2 separate regions of the Rattus norvegicus genome follow, and region 2 is linked to region 1. A link is a contact called in public Hi-C data. All regions are on one chromosome and are shown on one strand. Each heading gives the region's core, a stretch centred on a gene start, on an enhancer-like site or on the middle of the called end of the contact. The rest is flanking DNA. Distances are from core to core; before and after follow the strand shown.

What was found. Hi-C and Micro-C count contacts between places; a contact is called where the count stands out from the background.
Region 2: a Hi-C map of hepatocytes shows a contact between it and region 1, with 1.9 times the contacts expected there. The contact joins two enhancer-like sites. A contact is called at or near these places in 12 of 12 Hi-C or Micro-C datasets (the A7r5 cell line, the Rat2 cell line, Schwann cells and 7 more) and 1 of 1 datasets of contacts at active chromatin or transcription factors (oligodendrocytes).

What each region holds. Positions count from the first base shown.
Region 1 is chr13:94,439,665-94,447,407 of GRCr8, reverse strand. It overlaps Coq8a (coenzyme Q8A), which reads left to right. Exons shown (of 15, transcript NM_001013185.1): 5 at 2,669-2,743; 6 at 5,385-5,507; 7 at 7,055-7,140; 8 at 7,277-7,417. Among named protein-coding and RNA genes, the nearest start is that of Coq8a, 20 kb to the left of the region's middle. Within about 2 kb of position 3,932, at least 14 of the 93 cell types and tissues checked have an H3K27ac peak or open chromatin away from gene starts, as enhancers often do. A contact at or near this core is called in hepatocytes and liver, where this site is marked.
Region 2 is chr13:94,478,481-94,486,223 of GRCr8, reverse strand. No RefSeq gene overlaps it. Among named protein-coding and RNA genes, the nearest start is that of Coq8a, 19 kb to the right of the region's middle. Within about 2 kb of position 4,108, at least 20 of the 93 cell types and tissues checked have an H3K27ac peak or open chromatin away from gene starts, as enhancers often do. A contact at or near this core is called in hepatocytes and liver, where this site is marked.

The sequences.
Region 1 (7,743 bases), core at 2,683-5,182:
AAGGAGCGGAGATCTTACCTAGCACACACACGACCCTGGGTTCTTCCTGAGTGCAGGTAGGGCCTGGCCTACAGGGCCTGGTGTCTCAGTGCTCTTGTCTGGTTGCTTCTGCAGAGGCCCTTTCCAGCCTGTGTTGTAAACAGGCCCTGAGATTTCAGCAGGCAGAGCAGCACCAGCGGGAGTGTGGCCTGCTCTCCATCACCCAGCCTGCTCATGAAGGCCCCTGTTGATAAAAGCCTTGCTCTTCCCACATGTGCTAATGGTAGGGAGTGGAGTGACTGCTTCTCTGGTGACCTCCAGAGGGGACCTGAGAGTGGAGAGGCTAGGAGAGGCTCCCGAGTTACCCAGAATAGGCTCCCAACCTGCACACTGTACCTTTGCTTTGCCTGCGGGAGAGTTCTGTGCCCTGTCACTTCCCTTCCTTGATGGCAAACCATCTTTACTGAGAAGTACTAGGGCTTTCTGTGTATGGGCAGTGTGCTGCTACAGGCCAGGAGGAAGGTCAAACTGCCAGCAGTGACTCTCTCTCAGGGACACGTGGAGAACAAGCCTTCTAGACACATCACAGTAGGAGAGGCTGTGTGAGGTCCTTGGGTGCAGGAGCAGGGTACCTGAAGTTCCCCTCATCGCAGAGTTAGTTACCCCAGGTTTACCTGGCTCTGGATGAAGGCTGAGCTGGGCAGGGGATTCCAAGAATCACATACCAGGCCTGGGTTCAGAGAACCTGGGAGGCCAAGAGCATGATGGCTATCTGGGTGAGCGTGTTCTTACCTCCTGATCTGCCTGCCGTGGGAGCCTGTCCCTCTGTTGGCAGCTCCTGGGTCTGGTGCAGCAACTGAAGGAGCCAGAGGCCTCTTTTCTAGAATGTTCCTTCATACATTTGTTTAATATCCCCCAACCCCATTGTAGAATTTGTGTTTTGCCTGGGAGCCCAGAAACACCCAAAAACTGTTTGACAGAACGCTGAGCCCAGCCAGGGTACGCTTAGGATCTGAGTGCTGTATGTGCAGCTGAACAAGCCCATGACTGGGGATGCTGCCTGCCTTTTCTGTGGGCTTGTCTCAGGGCTTGCTCTAAGCTGAAAGGGCTCCAGAGGGACATTGCTGAAGGTTAGTGCTGCCTGGCCTCCTTTCTTTTGCTAAGTTAGATATTGTGGGAGGTACGGCGAGGAAGGCAGATGGTGGGAAGTTAATGTTTAATCAGTGCCCATGGCCCTCTAGAGTGGCCTGGGTAGGAGGAGTGTTAAAGGGTTGGTGCCTGCCCCACCAGGCATCCACAGTGGTACCCCTGTCCCAGGGCACCGGCCTGTTATGTTTGTCTCTGTGGCTGCTTCCAGTTTGGCTTGTGTGTCCCATTTGTACTATGCACGTACCTTCCCACAGGATTTGAAAACAGTGCACACACCCAAGATGGAAAATGCTTTCCGTTTTTATGTTGGCTTCTATTTTGAATATGGTAGGCTAAATGCATTAGAGTTTATTCGCCATGTTTCTTCTCATCTTTTTTTAATGGCCTCCAGAAATCTTAAAAGTCATGCATGTAGTTGACACAGACTTCCTTTGTCACCCCTGGCCTGACTGTTTTGAATAAACAAGTGGTTTTGTTGCCGTGCCTTAGACCTGAGAGAGGGCACTTGACGCCTTTGGTTCTCTTAGTGACCTCTGAGGTAGGAGCTGCTGTAAGGGTGGGCAAAGTAGAGCATGCAGTGACACCTAGTGGCGGGTAAATATAGTATTAAATGTATAAAAGAATTACCTTTTAATTATAAGCATTTAAAAAATTACTTGAGTGGGGTTTTTTTGTTCGTTTTTTTGTTTTTGTTAAGACAAGGTCACCATATGTACTCCTGGATATCCTGGAATTTTCTTTGTATCCTTGGGTGACCTTGAGCCTCAGCCTCCAAAATGCTAGGATAACAGCATGTGTGGTCACACACAACTTTTTGCCAAATCTAGCGTTTTTCTTTAATGCATTACTGTTGTAGAAAGGCTGGAGAATGGCTTCATACCCCTCACCCTGTCTCTGAGTGGCATGCCTGTCCTGTACAGCCTTTGGGAAGGGAGCTCCCAGGAAGGTGTGGTCCCTGAGCCAGACTCCCAGGCTTTCTGTCTGGCCTCCGTCATACCTGCTGGGAGGAAAGACTCCAGGGCTGCTGTTCTCAGTCACTGCCAGTGCTGCCAGCATGGGAGGGGAGGTGGGGCAGGGTCTGTCCTGGCCCCATGGACTTCAGCCGGGACGCCCCATTGTTGTGGACCATCCCAGCTTTTACTGCTATCTGTTTTATATCAATAGAGTGATAACTTAGAACATTTAAGACTACTGGTGCTCTTGCACCTTGAGTGAGCGGTCGTCTTCCCTAGTTGTATGGCCAGGAAGTGGTCCACAGACCAGGCCTGCTCCACCTTCCCATTTATGTTGGTCCTTCCCAATATGGAGTCTGTGTGTTTTCATGAGTGTAGGTTGTCACAGGTGATGGCTGAGAGCTGTAAAGTCACAGGAGGCACTTACCCAGAGCTGACTGTTGTAAAACCACCAATGTGTGTTCTTACTTACTCCCTGTTCGGAATGTCTGGGTACCCAGTGAACACCAGAATACTGCAGGGTCCTCTGCCTGGGCTCAGCAGGCCTGGTCCCAGCCACTCAGGCACCTGCTTTCTTACCCTTCCAGGGCTGGCTGTAGGTCTGGGCTTTGGGGCTTTGGCTGAGGTTGCCAAGAAGAGTCTGCGTTCTGAGAACTCCACAGGTGAGCAGGGCCCTGGGAAGAAAGGGTGGATGACTGGAAGGTCAGTGTCCAGCCCACTTCCGTTCCGGGAATGTCAGCCACTAGTGACCACCCGATGCCCTGCCTGCAGGAGCCTCTGAAATGTAGTTCATGCACATAGTGTTCCTGGGGTTGAGTGACTGTTTGGTGGAGGGTTGGAGGGTTGGAGATGGCTCCCTCCTTCAGCCCCAGCTGATCTCTTAGCGCCCCCGGCTCACACTCATGCTACCACCAGCGGTGTGCACCTCCATACTCACTCCCTGCACGCCCACCTTCTGTTCCTACTCTCCTTTCCTGCCTGCTCCTGAGGACCTTCTGAACTATATTTTGTCTCCTCTGTCCGGTGGGTAGGGATGTGGGCATCGGGACAGGTGTATTGTGTCATTCCTTTGTTGAACATGGCTCAGAGAGGCTGGGACCGTTCCAGAGACTATTGTCTCTGAGACAAAGATCATACCACCTCTGTTCCCTGCCTCCCAGGGTCTGACCTGCCGGGTTTGCCTGGAACACAGGTTCAGGGACCACTGTGGCTGTACAGTCTAGAGATGTTCTGCATTCAGGCCCCACCAGAGCTGAGGGGTTTCCTGATGCTTAGATTCTGACTGGGGAAGGAGCCGTGGGATGTCATGTGAGCCCCTCTTTGAGGGTAGGTGGCTGGGAGTTTACCCAGTGGAGCCATTAGGGGTTCCTGTTAGTGCATTTCCCAAAGTACATTTGAGGTTGAGATTCTGGTCCTACTCAAGAACTGCAGTGTCATGAAGGTCCTCCCGGCTCTCACACCTATTCATGGTGTGAGACCTTGATACTCATGGTCCATGCTCTTGGGGCCTGTGGGGTGCACCACCTTCCCAGACAGCACTTCACTTGCGGAGTTCTCAGGCTCCAGTCCCAGGATGGACATCCTGTGTGTTCTTGGAAGGGACCCGAGAACAGGGGATTAGCATGGGTATTTTTAGTGCTGGTGCTTCAGTACTTTGGGATGTGAAGCTAGCTAGCTTTCCCAAGACCCAGCTCCCCTGCCAGCCACTTTCCTCCCTACCTTGTCTAAGAGGAGAAGAGGCCAGCCTGCCTTCAAGGGCAGAGCTGGTGTCCTTTCTCAGGGACTCTAGTGACGAGGCTTAGGTTCCCTTTGCCCTGCCAGTAGGTACTGAGGCTTTGGCCAGGGTAGATGGCCTTGGGAGATCCACCTGCTCTGGTTTCCTAACATGCCTCCTGCAATCCTGACCTTGATGGTGCTGTCCAGGCTAGCAAGCTTGCCTGGGAGACCCTGTCCTGCACTGACCACCGAGTCTCTGGCCTGGCCTGCCTGGTTCAGGCCATTCTGGGTAGGGGACATGCCTCAAGCCTGTGAGGATCAGCCCACTCAGGGTGGAGATGCCCAGGAAAGCCAACTGGGCCAGACACCAAGTTCCAGGGGATGGGACTCAGCTGAGGTGAGCAACAGCTTCCCTCCTTTGTCCTGGAATTCGTGTCCTTGCCTGTGTTCACTCCCTCTCCTATCTTCCTAGCCCTCAGTCCTGGGACCTGGGGATGACAGGGGAGACTGCCCCACTCCCGGCTTCTGCTCTTGTCAGGGTGCTTTCTGGGCCCACTTGTCCTGGATTGGTCCCACAGCAGTGTTTAAGTAGCTCTTGGAATAGCCCAGACTTCTGTGGAATGACCCTCCTACCCTGCATGTCTTGTCCTCCTGTTTGGACCAAGGAGTGAGCCTAAGCCCTCAGTGTGTCTGTCACTGGGGACTGGTAATTGAGGGCTCTAACTCTTCTCCTCATGGTAGCCTGCTTCTCTGGCTTGCCCAGCAGGCTGGGTTTTGCCTGATGCAAGAGCAGGTGTTAAGTCCTCTTCCTTGGCCTTCCAGGCCCATAGCTACAACTGAAGGAGCTGCCAGGTGCTGAGGGGCCAGGAAGACAGCCTCTCTGGGCCATGTTCAACAAAGGAATGACACAATACACCTGTCTAAACACACCCTCTAAACACTCTGTGCCCAGCTGCATGGCCCCCTGGCAGCACCCTGCATCCAACACCACCCTGAGAGTTGAACCTAGTCAAGGCTTAGACCCCTGTTTGTGTTCCTCCCTTGCCACAGGGTGGATTTGGCATGTGGGCAGAAGCAATGGTGCCCTTTGGCCACGCTGATGGTTGGCAGCAGGATGCATTTGGCACTGTTAGCTCCCTGGAGTCATTACCCAGCTGCTGCCACCTCTCTGTCCTAGAAGGGGTTGTCTTTGGGCCAGTTGGCTGTGCCAAGCTGTGGGACAGAGGGGAGAAACAATGCCCAAAGCCTGCCGTCCTTGACCCTTGCTGATGGAACCCTTCCTGCAGCCAAGACCCACGTGGTGCAGTGCACAGGCCCAGAAGACTGGTCAGCCAGCACAAGTAGGCAGAGGCTTGCGTATCTCCTAGCCCTCCTGCCTGCCAGACCTGACCCACCAGCAGGGGAGGCTGTCCTGGCTTTGGAGGACTATAGAGGATGTGCATATAGAGTTGAACTTTCCTTCCTGTTTCTGTGGATACTTAACAATTGTGTGTATATTGCCCGAGTCCCTATGCCCAGGCATCATGAAGGTTTCTTCCAGTCACCCTTCCTCATCCCTGAATGCATGTTGACCCCTCCTGTCCACAGGGAAGAAAGCTGTGCTGGATTCTAGCCCCTTCCTGTCAGAGGCGAATGCAGAGCGCATTGTGAGTACATTGTGCAAGGTGCGTGGGGCCGCACTGAAGCTGGGCCAGATGCTGAGCATCCAGGGTGAGTGGAGCTCAGTCCTGCACCGGCTGTGGCTATCACAATGGGGGGCAGAGTGGCTAGGTATGGGAACAGAGCTGCTGTGGCAGTCTGGGACACAGGGATGTTTAGGTCATCTTCAACAAGGGGCATGTTTCTTGACTCTGGGTAGGTGTTTTGAGAAACTGAGAGGTGGTCTCTAAGCCTGGCAACCTGGTCCACCATGCCTGCTCTGTTGGTCCCTGGAAACTAGTAGAGGAGCTTGCATTTCCGCTTTTTGGTCAGTGTGTGACCTCAGAGAAGGGGTGGGAGAAACTAGGCTGGCAGAGTGACGGGGAGGAGCTGCACTGGGCTCTGCAGTAGCTCTAAATGGGAAGGTGTAAGAGTGAGGTAAGCTTACTCCCTTGACCAGGTTCAACTCTCAGGGTGGTGTTGGATGCAGGGTGCTGCCAGGGGGCCATGCAGCTGGGCACAGAGTGTTTAGAGGGTGTGTGGACAGCACATAACTGAAGCCCAGTGTACTCACCTAGTGTGGTGTGGTGTCTGAGATTTAAGTGAAGGGAAATGCAGTGGGTGGGTAGGGTTAGGAGCTGTGCTGCAGGGCTAAGAGTGAGCAGGATTCCGGCTGGTAAAGCATGCGAGGGCCTGTGTTGTCTCACAGCTGTTAGCATTCCCAGGGCTTTTGAAAAAGCAAGCACATGAGGAGGACACTGTCATAGTTGTGTGTCTATTGCTGTGACAAGACACCATGACTAAGACAACTTAGAGGAGGAGGAGTTTGAGTCTGTGACCATCATGCAGAGAACCTGACAGTAGGCAGTCATGGCACCAGTGCAGTAGCCAAGAGCTTACATCTCAATGCATAATTATGAGGCAGAGGGAGGGGGAGAGGGAAACAAGGGGAGGAGGAGGAGGAGGAGGAGGAAGAGGAGGAGGAGGAGGAGGAGGAGGAGGAGAGAGACCTAACTGGGAATGGCTTGAGTTTTTGAAACCTCAAAGCCCACCTCCAGTGACACACCTCCTAATCCTTCCCAAACAGTTCCACTAGCTGGGGACTACGTATTTCAGTATATGAGCGAGGGTCACTGTCACTTAAACCACCCACTAGTCTGTTCGTGATAGTCCATGCAGCCACATTAGGCAGGAGGGAAGTACACAGGAAAGGGTCAGTCAGGTTATGGGCAATTTAAATTCGTCTCTTAGTTTTAAAAACATTGCCTCCTGGCTGCTCTCCTGGGGAGAAGAGGGGAGGGGAGGTGAGAAGAGGCGAAGCTGCTGGGAACTATATCTAAAGGCTTGTGCCTTGTTGTGTGGGTTGGTGTCTTACTAGCGTGCCCAGCAGAGAAGACCCCTGTCCCCATTACAGTCCCATTCTGGAGTCTGTGTGCCAGGAGGAAGTTGAGGCTGAATCTGTCATTGTGTCTTGAGTTTCAGGTTTCAGGGTGACAGAGGGTAAAGCTTGATAGCCCTGTTCTACCCAGGAGGCCACACCGACAAATAGTACCTGGGCAGCCCTATTGGCCTGTGTACATCCCTAATGGAAGCCCCATTCTGACTCTCTCGTCTTCCAGATGATGCCTTCATCAACCCTCACCTGGCCAAGATCTTTGAGCGGGTGAGGCAGAGCGCTGACTTCATGCCACTGAAACAGATGACGGTGAGGCTGGCAGGAGGTGGGCCAAGGGAACCACTGCTCCACCCTGGGCATCTAGGAGCAAGCTGTGGGGCAAGCTGGGTGCATATCAGGTACCCCAGGTGACCAGGCTGTGCTGTCTGCCCTGGCCTTTTTCCAGAAAACTCTCAACAATGACCTGGGCCCCCATTGGAGGGACAAGCTGGAGTACTTTGAAGAGCGGCCCTTTGCGGCTGCCTCCATAGGGCAGGTGCACCTGGCCCGTTTGAAGGGTGGCCGTGAGGTGGCCATGAAGATTCAGGTAGATGGCTCTGTGTGTCCTCCTAGGACTTGAGGGACACCTGAATTTCTGTTTTCAGCACCTGGCTGCACTGGGTGCTAGGAGAGTGTTGGCTAGACGAGGAATTAGAGGGACAAAGCTGCCTCCGGCAGTCTTGGTGCAGGGTGGCCTTCTGGGGGCCAGGCTGGAGCCAGGGCCTTTTCTGGGGAATGAGGAGAAATGGAGAGCAGCAGGGTGGTATGGGTCAGATTATGGCAACCTTTCAGTCTTGGCTCTATTGCTTCCATGCTGGCCAGATATGGCTGGGAAGCTAATGGGCAGGGTAGCCTGCCCTGTTGCCTTCCTAG
Region 2 (7,743 bases), core at 2,859-5,358, 39 kb before region 1:
GTGCTTCTGTTTTAAGACAGGATTTCATGTACCCTAGGCTGGCCTTGAACTTACCACATAGCTGAAGATGACTGAATTTTTTTATCCTTTTGCCTTCCCTGGCCAAGTGCTGGGGCTACAGGTGCCTGCCCTCACACCGATTTTTATATAGTGCTGAGGGACTGAACCAGGGTGTTGTGCACGCCAGGCAAGCATTTTGCTAACTGAGCTACATCTCCAATTGTACTCTTAGCCATTTTAAAGCGTGTACTGTTTTTAAGTACCACCCCTACATTGTATACTAGCTCTCTCTTGGACTGATTCCTCCGGTGGGGTTTTGGATCCCCCACCCCATCTCATCCCAGGCCCTGCTAACAACCCTCTGCTTTTCTAGATTCAACCTTCTTAGATTCCACACATAGGCAAGATCATCTGGTATTTGTCTTTCTGTGCCTGCCTCACTTAACTCCATGCCTTCCAGGTTCAGCTATGTTACAGCAGATTACACGATCCCTTGTTGTTAAGGCCACTCTTCAGGGCATTGTTAGATGTATGCTTTCTCCATCTGTCCATCCATGGTGGCACACAGGTTGTGGTCATTTCTCAGCTATTGGGAACAGGCCGTAATATGTCCGAGAGAGTGGCTTCAGTACACTGATCCGTTTTCTTTAACTATATGCTTAGCATGGGATTTTTAATGTTTCCCTTTTTTTATTGATGGTATTTCATAAACACTTCATATTTTTGCATATGTGTGTGTGTGACACTTATGTGTGAGCACGGGCACATGCCATGGTGTGTACATGGAGATCAGAGGACAATCTTGATAGTAGGCCCTCGCCTTCCACATGATGTGAGACACGTTCATAGTTGTTTGTGTGCGTATGCTAGGCTAGCCAGCCCATGAGCTAGCCCAGGTATTATCCTGTCTCTACCTCCCATCACACCACAGGAGCATAGGGTGACAGAAATGTGCTGTGCTCAGCTTTATGTGGGTTCTGGGATTTGAACTCAGGTCCTCATACTTGCATGGCAAATACTTTCACCCACTGAGTCCTTTCTCAGCCCATCATAAATATTCCCTTAGGTCGTTAAACATTCTCTGGGATAACTTTGAAGGCTGCATTATAGTTTACTATCTTGACAATTAATAATTTTTGCAACCATTCATTTAGTACTATACTTTTAACATTTTTGCCATTATAAATAAATACACAATCAACTTCTTTTTATGCAGAATAACCGTATATTGGCAGGGGGGAATCCCTGCAGATACTACAGCTGGCAGAGGAGCTGCTTGTGAGAGGAAGACGCAAAGCCAGTTCAGCAGGACTTAGCTAGGCAGATTGTTTCAAACATCTAGAGTCTGACACAAGGCGGTTTATTTTAGCCATATTTAAGAACAGCACGATTTGGGAAAAATTTTTCCTTGGGACAATTAACTCGGTCCCATGTCCACAACAAAGCTTAGGCATATTTACACTGAAATTCCTTACAAAGGACATGTGGCTTCTTCCATAAAAAGACAATGCTGTAGATAAAAATCTAGAGCTCTTTTAAGGGGCTCACCTATGACCATTGGGAACACAGATGTTCATATTATAATTCACGACACCAAATTTACAGTTATGAAATAGCATCAAAACCAACATGAGGAAGTATGTTGACAGCATTAGGAGAGTCACAGCATTAGGAGATTCACAGCATTAGGAGAGTCACAGCATTAGGAGAGTCGAGAACCTCTGGTCTAGAGAGAATGACTGAGGCAAATGTCAGATCCTGGGAGAGTCAGGCTCTGCCCTAAGATAATACAGAAGTCACGTAGGCTGCTGTAAGGTACAAGTGACAGCTCATAAGGATGATTTTTACTGACTAAGAAGCAATGCTCAAGATCTAGCCGGAGAGCATCTGCAATCAACAAGCCGAGTAGTCAGGGAAGTGAGGGTCAAGCCTGGCCCTAAGGTAGCAACAGATCATCAGGTTGTTCCTAGCGTTCTGGGTGGAAACAGGCAAACATCTCTTCCCTTTGAAGGGATGAGCCTGTGTGTTTAACTTCCCCGATTTCCCCAATGCTCGCCTGTGTGCACAACGATCTGTATCCTCTACAGTGTTTTAACTGATCTGCTTACGATACACTTCCCAAGAATACGGACGTCGTTGAAAAGGAGGAAATGGACCTGTTCTAGGTGGCTCTTAGCAGTCAGCTTCCACCCTTCTGTGTATTCTAGTCAATGAATTTGATCATCTCTTTAGCTGACCACATGCTAATGTCTAGTTCACCTGTGCATACACTTTAGATTCAGATCTTGTAGTCTTTTTGACAAGCAAGACGACAGTGTGGGCCTCTTCGGCCTTCCCACACCAAGGCTTCTGCTCACCAAGGTTTCCTAAAGATAAAATTTAACTTCCTATGGCTCCACTCAGCACCCTTGGATACCTAGTACAAAAGACGGAGGTCTTCTGGAACAACAAAGTGCTTTCTTACAGTCTCTTCAGAACCCAGACTGCCCCCTAACTCTCATCCCTGGTTATTGTTTCCTTCTCCTCATTAAGGAAAACTGAAGGGGTCTGCAGGAGCCTGTCAGCTACTGCACAAATCAGTGTGTTTTCCCATTGTCTGGATACACAGAGTTGGCCCTTCCCGACCTGGTGTGGCTATGTAATTGTGTTTCAGCTGATGAAGCAATGGCCCGTGAGGTAGACACTGCTACTAGGTTTGGCCATGAACCCTGTGTGGAGTAGAGATGTCCGTGTTACCCTTGGAAGTTGCAAGGTGAAGATGCCAGGGCCTTTGTCAGTTCGAACACCCTACTGAACCCTCAACTCATAGCTGCCGATTTGGTGGGATTCTTCCCCTCATCCCTAGAATGGTGATGTGTAGAGGCAAAGAGCTGGTTAAGAGACAGATCCTAGTGGCAAGTAACCAGGTCATTGATGGCCCTGTCATCAGAAACGATTAGTACTCATCTTAAGGAATGCATCAGTCCTCCCAAGAGTGAGTGGCTATAAAAGGACCCCTGCCTGCTCCTGCATCCATTGACTTCCTCTTTTGCACTGTCATTGTGATGCCATTCACCATGAGGTCATCACTGGAGACTCAATTAATAGGCCCTTCAGTCTTGGACTCTTAGACTCAGAGACTGTGAGTTGATAAATGTCCCTCCTTTATGAAATGTGTCTTTGGACCTTTCCTTATAGGAACAAAAAGGACCAGGATGCCACTTGCTTTTGTGTTTGATTATAGAACTATTTTTCTCCAATTCCAAAGAGGGATAATTCGTCATTCACAACCTCACTTGGTTCTGGGTGAGCCATATTTCCTTTTGTCTTGACTCACAGGACTAGCTGTGCATCCTGCTTCTCCAGTTATCCTGAACTTCTCCTTCCCTCCCAATTCTTGGTGCAGAGCTGGAACCTTCCAGGATCCCAAGCGTCGTGACCTTCCCTCGCTTCTGTCTTCCCAACGCATGGCCTAGCCATGAGAACTGAACCCATGGAACTGCTTCTCTCTGCTGTTTCTGGTTTTCTGAGATGTGGGATTATCATTTGGGAATAATTTAGTAGAAAACACAGGTAGAGAATATGGTTGAATATGAATAGTTGAGTTTGGGAGAATAACTGGGTCTGCAGAATGTAGTGAGAAGACTGTGTGTGGAGATATTTAAGAGGGAATGGGTACTGAGGAGTGCCAGGAAGATGAGAGCGAGCAAAGCTACTTCTTGATGGGGATCAGCTTGCAAAACATCTTTACAGGAAGGCATAAGGAACTTGGAGGCATCTGATATGCAACCGAGAATTGTTGTCTAGATCCCTGTGCTCCTTTGAAGGGGCCAGCACAGCCCTGGATAGGGGCAGGATTTGCTTCACTAGGGGCTCATATGCCAGTTCAGCAGATGTGGGGCCCAGAGCCAGGGCCAGTGATGATGGAAGGCTGTTCCCGACTTTTGCCTTGGGCTGCCTCCAGGAACTGGCCGGCCTTTGGAGGACTTTAGACTTCTGCTGGGGGTAGGCCAGAGGTTTGAACCCATTTTATTTAGAAGGCTCCAGTTGGCATACGATGATTAACACACATCCACTGGTAAAAGAATACTGCAGAACTCATCAAATAAAGCTAGGAGTGGAGTCAACAGGCCTTGAAAAGAAACTTCTGAGGTCAAAAGAGTCACACAGTGTACCTCAGAGTGCAGTATGAACACTGGGCTGAGTTCTGTTCCCAGCTTCTCTGCCTCTGGGGCTTTTGCCTGGGATGAGGGAACAGCTGCTCTGGTGGAGGCTGGGTGGTTCCTCACCCATTGTCCTCTGGCACCAGGCGCTCAGGAGCAGCCCCACCCTGTAGCTTCTTCAGGGCCCTATGGCTACATCAATGACTGGTTCTGTCAGGGCTCTGAGCTCAGAGAACAGTATGTAGGAGACAGATTTTGCTCAGTAAGGGGAAACATGTGAGGCATGAGTTCATTAAGAATGTCTTCAGTTGTCATAAAGATGTCATAAAAGACACATCAGATGCTGTGTTAATACAAAAGGCCTGTTGTTTATCTAGTAGCAGAAGGGTTTCTTCATTCCCAACAAAGATTTAAACTCCAAACCAGAATAGAATAACCAATCAAAAATAGGGTAACGATGGAGCAGTCATGATGGGGTCATGTTGGCATGCCTAGGCTAATTCCCTTCCAGATACGGATTTGTGTTGCTATGCTGGCGAGGGCAGGAGGTTTCCTGAGTACAAAGCACCAACATGCCAACTCTGAGATAAAAAGTCGTAAATAGACCTTGAGCCTGTCCCAGAGCCAGGCTCAGTGTCCTTGGGCTGGTCATACTTATAAGCCAGGTCCCAGGTGGGGGTAGGATGAACAACTGCTGTGGAAATTTCCATGAGCTGTCTGTCCATCAACTCCGGGGAAGCTCTGGTGTTCCACAGGCATGGGGAGGACACGACTTATGAAAGAGGCACAAGACATGGTCCCATCCCAGTTCATAAGGAGCAAGGCCCCTGGAGAGAGGACTTGGGGATGCTTGCCAAGAAAGCAAGGGACAAGCAGGTTGCAAAACCTTAGACCACGGCTGTCAATAAGGTCAAGGCATGGAGCCATCGCAGAAGTCACCGTCACCTTCTGTGGATCAGAACCCTGTTTCTCCTCCCACGGGATGGAAACACAAACTGAGTACTAGGCTAAAAGCTGATCTTCTTTAAATATCAATAAAGGTGTCACAATACACATGTTTTTCAGAGGAAAAAAAATTCCCGTGTATTGGAACCTTACATACTTTTTAAGAACTCAGTTTAAGGGATAGAGAGATGGCTCAGTGGTTAAGGGTGCTTGCTGCTCTCCCAGAGGATCCATATTAGAGAGTCTACAACTATTTTAACTATGGATCTGTGGGACATTACCTACCATAGGTCACCTCACATATCCATATTCTTCGTTTCTTTCAGTCACACCACACACACACGCACACGCACACGCACACGCACACACACACACACAGACACATACACACACACACACACACTCGCACACACACAAAAGTAGAATAAAAATTTTAAAAACAGAATTCAGATTAAAATTACAGAAACATTCAGATACCTAAATCAACAACATTTTTGAAGGATGGGGGTTTACAATATGCTCAGTGCTCGAGTGCTTATCTAGCATGTATAAGACCCTGGGTTTGATCCCCAGAACTGAAGAATTACCTGGATCCCTCCATTCCATATCTTGTCAAATGCTTTAAAACAATAGTTTTCAACCTGCAGGTCATACGACTCCTCTAAGGGGCCAAAGACCCTTTCACGGGGGTTGAATATCAGATTTCCTGCATATGAGATATTTATATTATGCTTCATAACAGTAGCAAAATTATAGTAATGAAGTAGCAATGAAATGATTTTATGGCTGGGGGCCGCTATAACATGAGGGTTAGCTGTGTTGTATTGAAGGAGCACAACATTAGGAAAGTCGAGAACCTCTGCTTTAAAGTGTGCGATCTTGTAAAATCAGAGGCAGTAACCCTTTTAGGGACCAGGGATGCTTTCTCTCTATAAAATTGAGGCTCTGTGAGTTTTAAGTATGGCCCCTAAGGGTTCAGACATTGAGAGTTCAACCCCATTGTGGCAGCACTGGGAGATGGTGGGACTTTGAGGAGGGGGAGCCTGGTGGGAAACCCTTAGTTCACTGGGGAAGCTGCCTCTAGGAAGGACTAATGTAGCTTCCATGGGCCACTGAGATTTCTTGACAGTGGGTTGTCATGAACCAGGACACTGTCTCTCTAGCTTCTTGTTTGGACATTGCACCAGACCTTGGGCTTAAATTATATAGTTTCCAACATATTAGTTAGTACACCTCTGCTTAGTCCAACCACGAGTAGGATTTGTGAATTCACATGGCTGAAAAGTTAAGTAGTTTGGTTAGGCTTCATATGCATTCTAACTAGAGCTCCATCTCCATCTCGTTCCGCATTTTCCCTCCTCTTTGCTGGGCCTGACGCCTCTTCAGTCTTACTAACTGATAGCTGCAAGTTAACTCCAACAGCAACCAGAGCTACAGTTAGCTACTCCGAGGAGAGACAAGCTCCAGCCTCCATTGAATAGAAATCTTGAGTGTTGCTCTAATGGGATCAATTGTGGTAGGGCCTGCTACGTGCTGATGGGTTGAGGTTAAACACCTGTCATCTCAGCAAGAGTTTGGAATTTTCTTCCACTCCAGGAGGTGACCACTCAAGCTGATCACGGCTACAAACAGAGTAAAGAGGTTAGATATTCCCAACATAGGCTGCACCTTGGTAACAATTAAAGTGGTAGTTTCTAGCCACAAGGCACCGTGGGGAACATTAAGATGTGCAGTTCATAATCTTCTAGATCCAAAAAGATGTGAAAAGGAGGCCATGAAATGCTGCAGCAAAATACCACGAAACCAGACCACCTTTGTCTCTGGTTAAGGAATTCTAAGCCAATAACACTGGTGTTAGGTCCTAGAGAATGAGTGGATCTCATTGTCAGTGAGCAGGGAGGATGTGTTGGGGTTGAGAAGCAAGTTGGCACCCCCTGTTACTGGGAGCACTTGCTAAGGCAACGGATGCGGCCCGAAGGGTTACCCTAGCAACCAAGAGGACCCAAGTCAAGGTGCCAGGTGATAGAGATGTCTTTTTCTTTGCCTGACCAATAGGAAGCACAGAACTTCCGCTCATGCCTCGTGTAGTCTAGGGTAGGAGTTGAGCTGTTGATTGGAGGGGGAGGCACTGGTCTCTCCAGTCTGGTGACTGATGTGAGTGTTTGGAGGGCGGTATGGCTCTTGAGGGAGGACTCGTGAGGGAGGACTCTTGAGGGAGGACTATTCTACTCCTGTCACTTAAAACTTGGTCAATAGTGTTGCTTACTGCTGGTCTAGGGTTATGAGCTCAGCTCAGCACTCTAGGTAGGTTCTCGACAACTCAGTCAGCAGTCCTCCTGGAAGCAGTACCCCTGCCCTCTCTTTTTGGGGCTCCTCAACCCAACAATGAGGCAGCTTGTTCTCCCCTCTGTAGATGCGCTTCATGCACTCTTGCTTGCCCAACATTCACAGGTGGGGGACTGAGGCGGGGGAAGGAGCTGAGATGCTTTATTATGACCAGTGCTCCCGTCTGACACGCCTGACTCATTGCTGTAAGGAAAGAGAAGATCTAGAGCAGAGGAACAGTTCTCTGCCCGGGCTTGTAAGGTTATGCCTCTTAGTCGGGGTCACTGACCTCACCTGAGGGAGCTGGGTAAGCCTGTGCTTCTCTATCCTA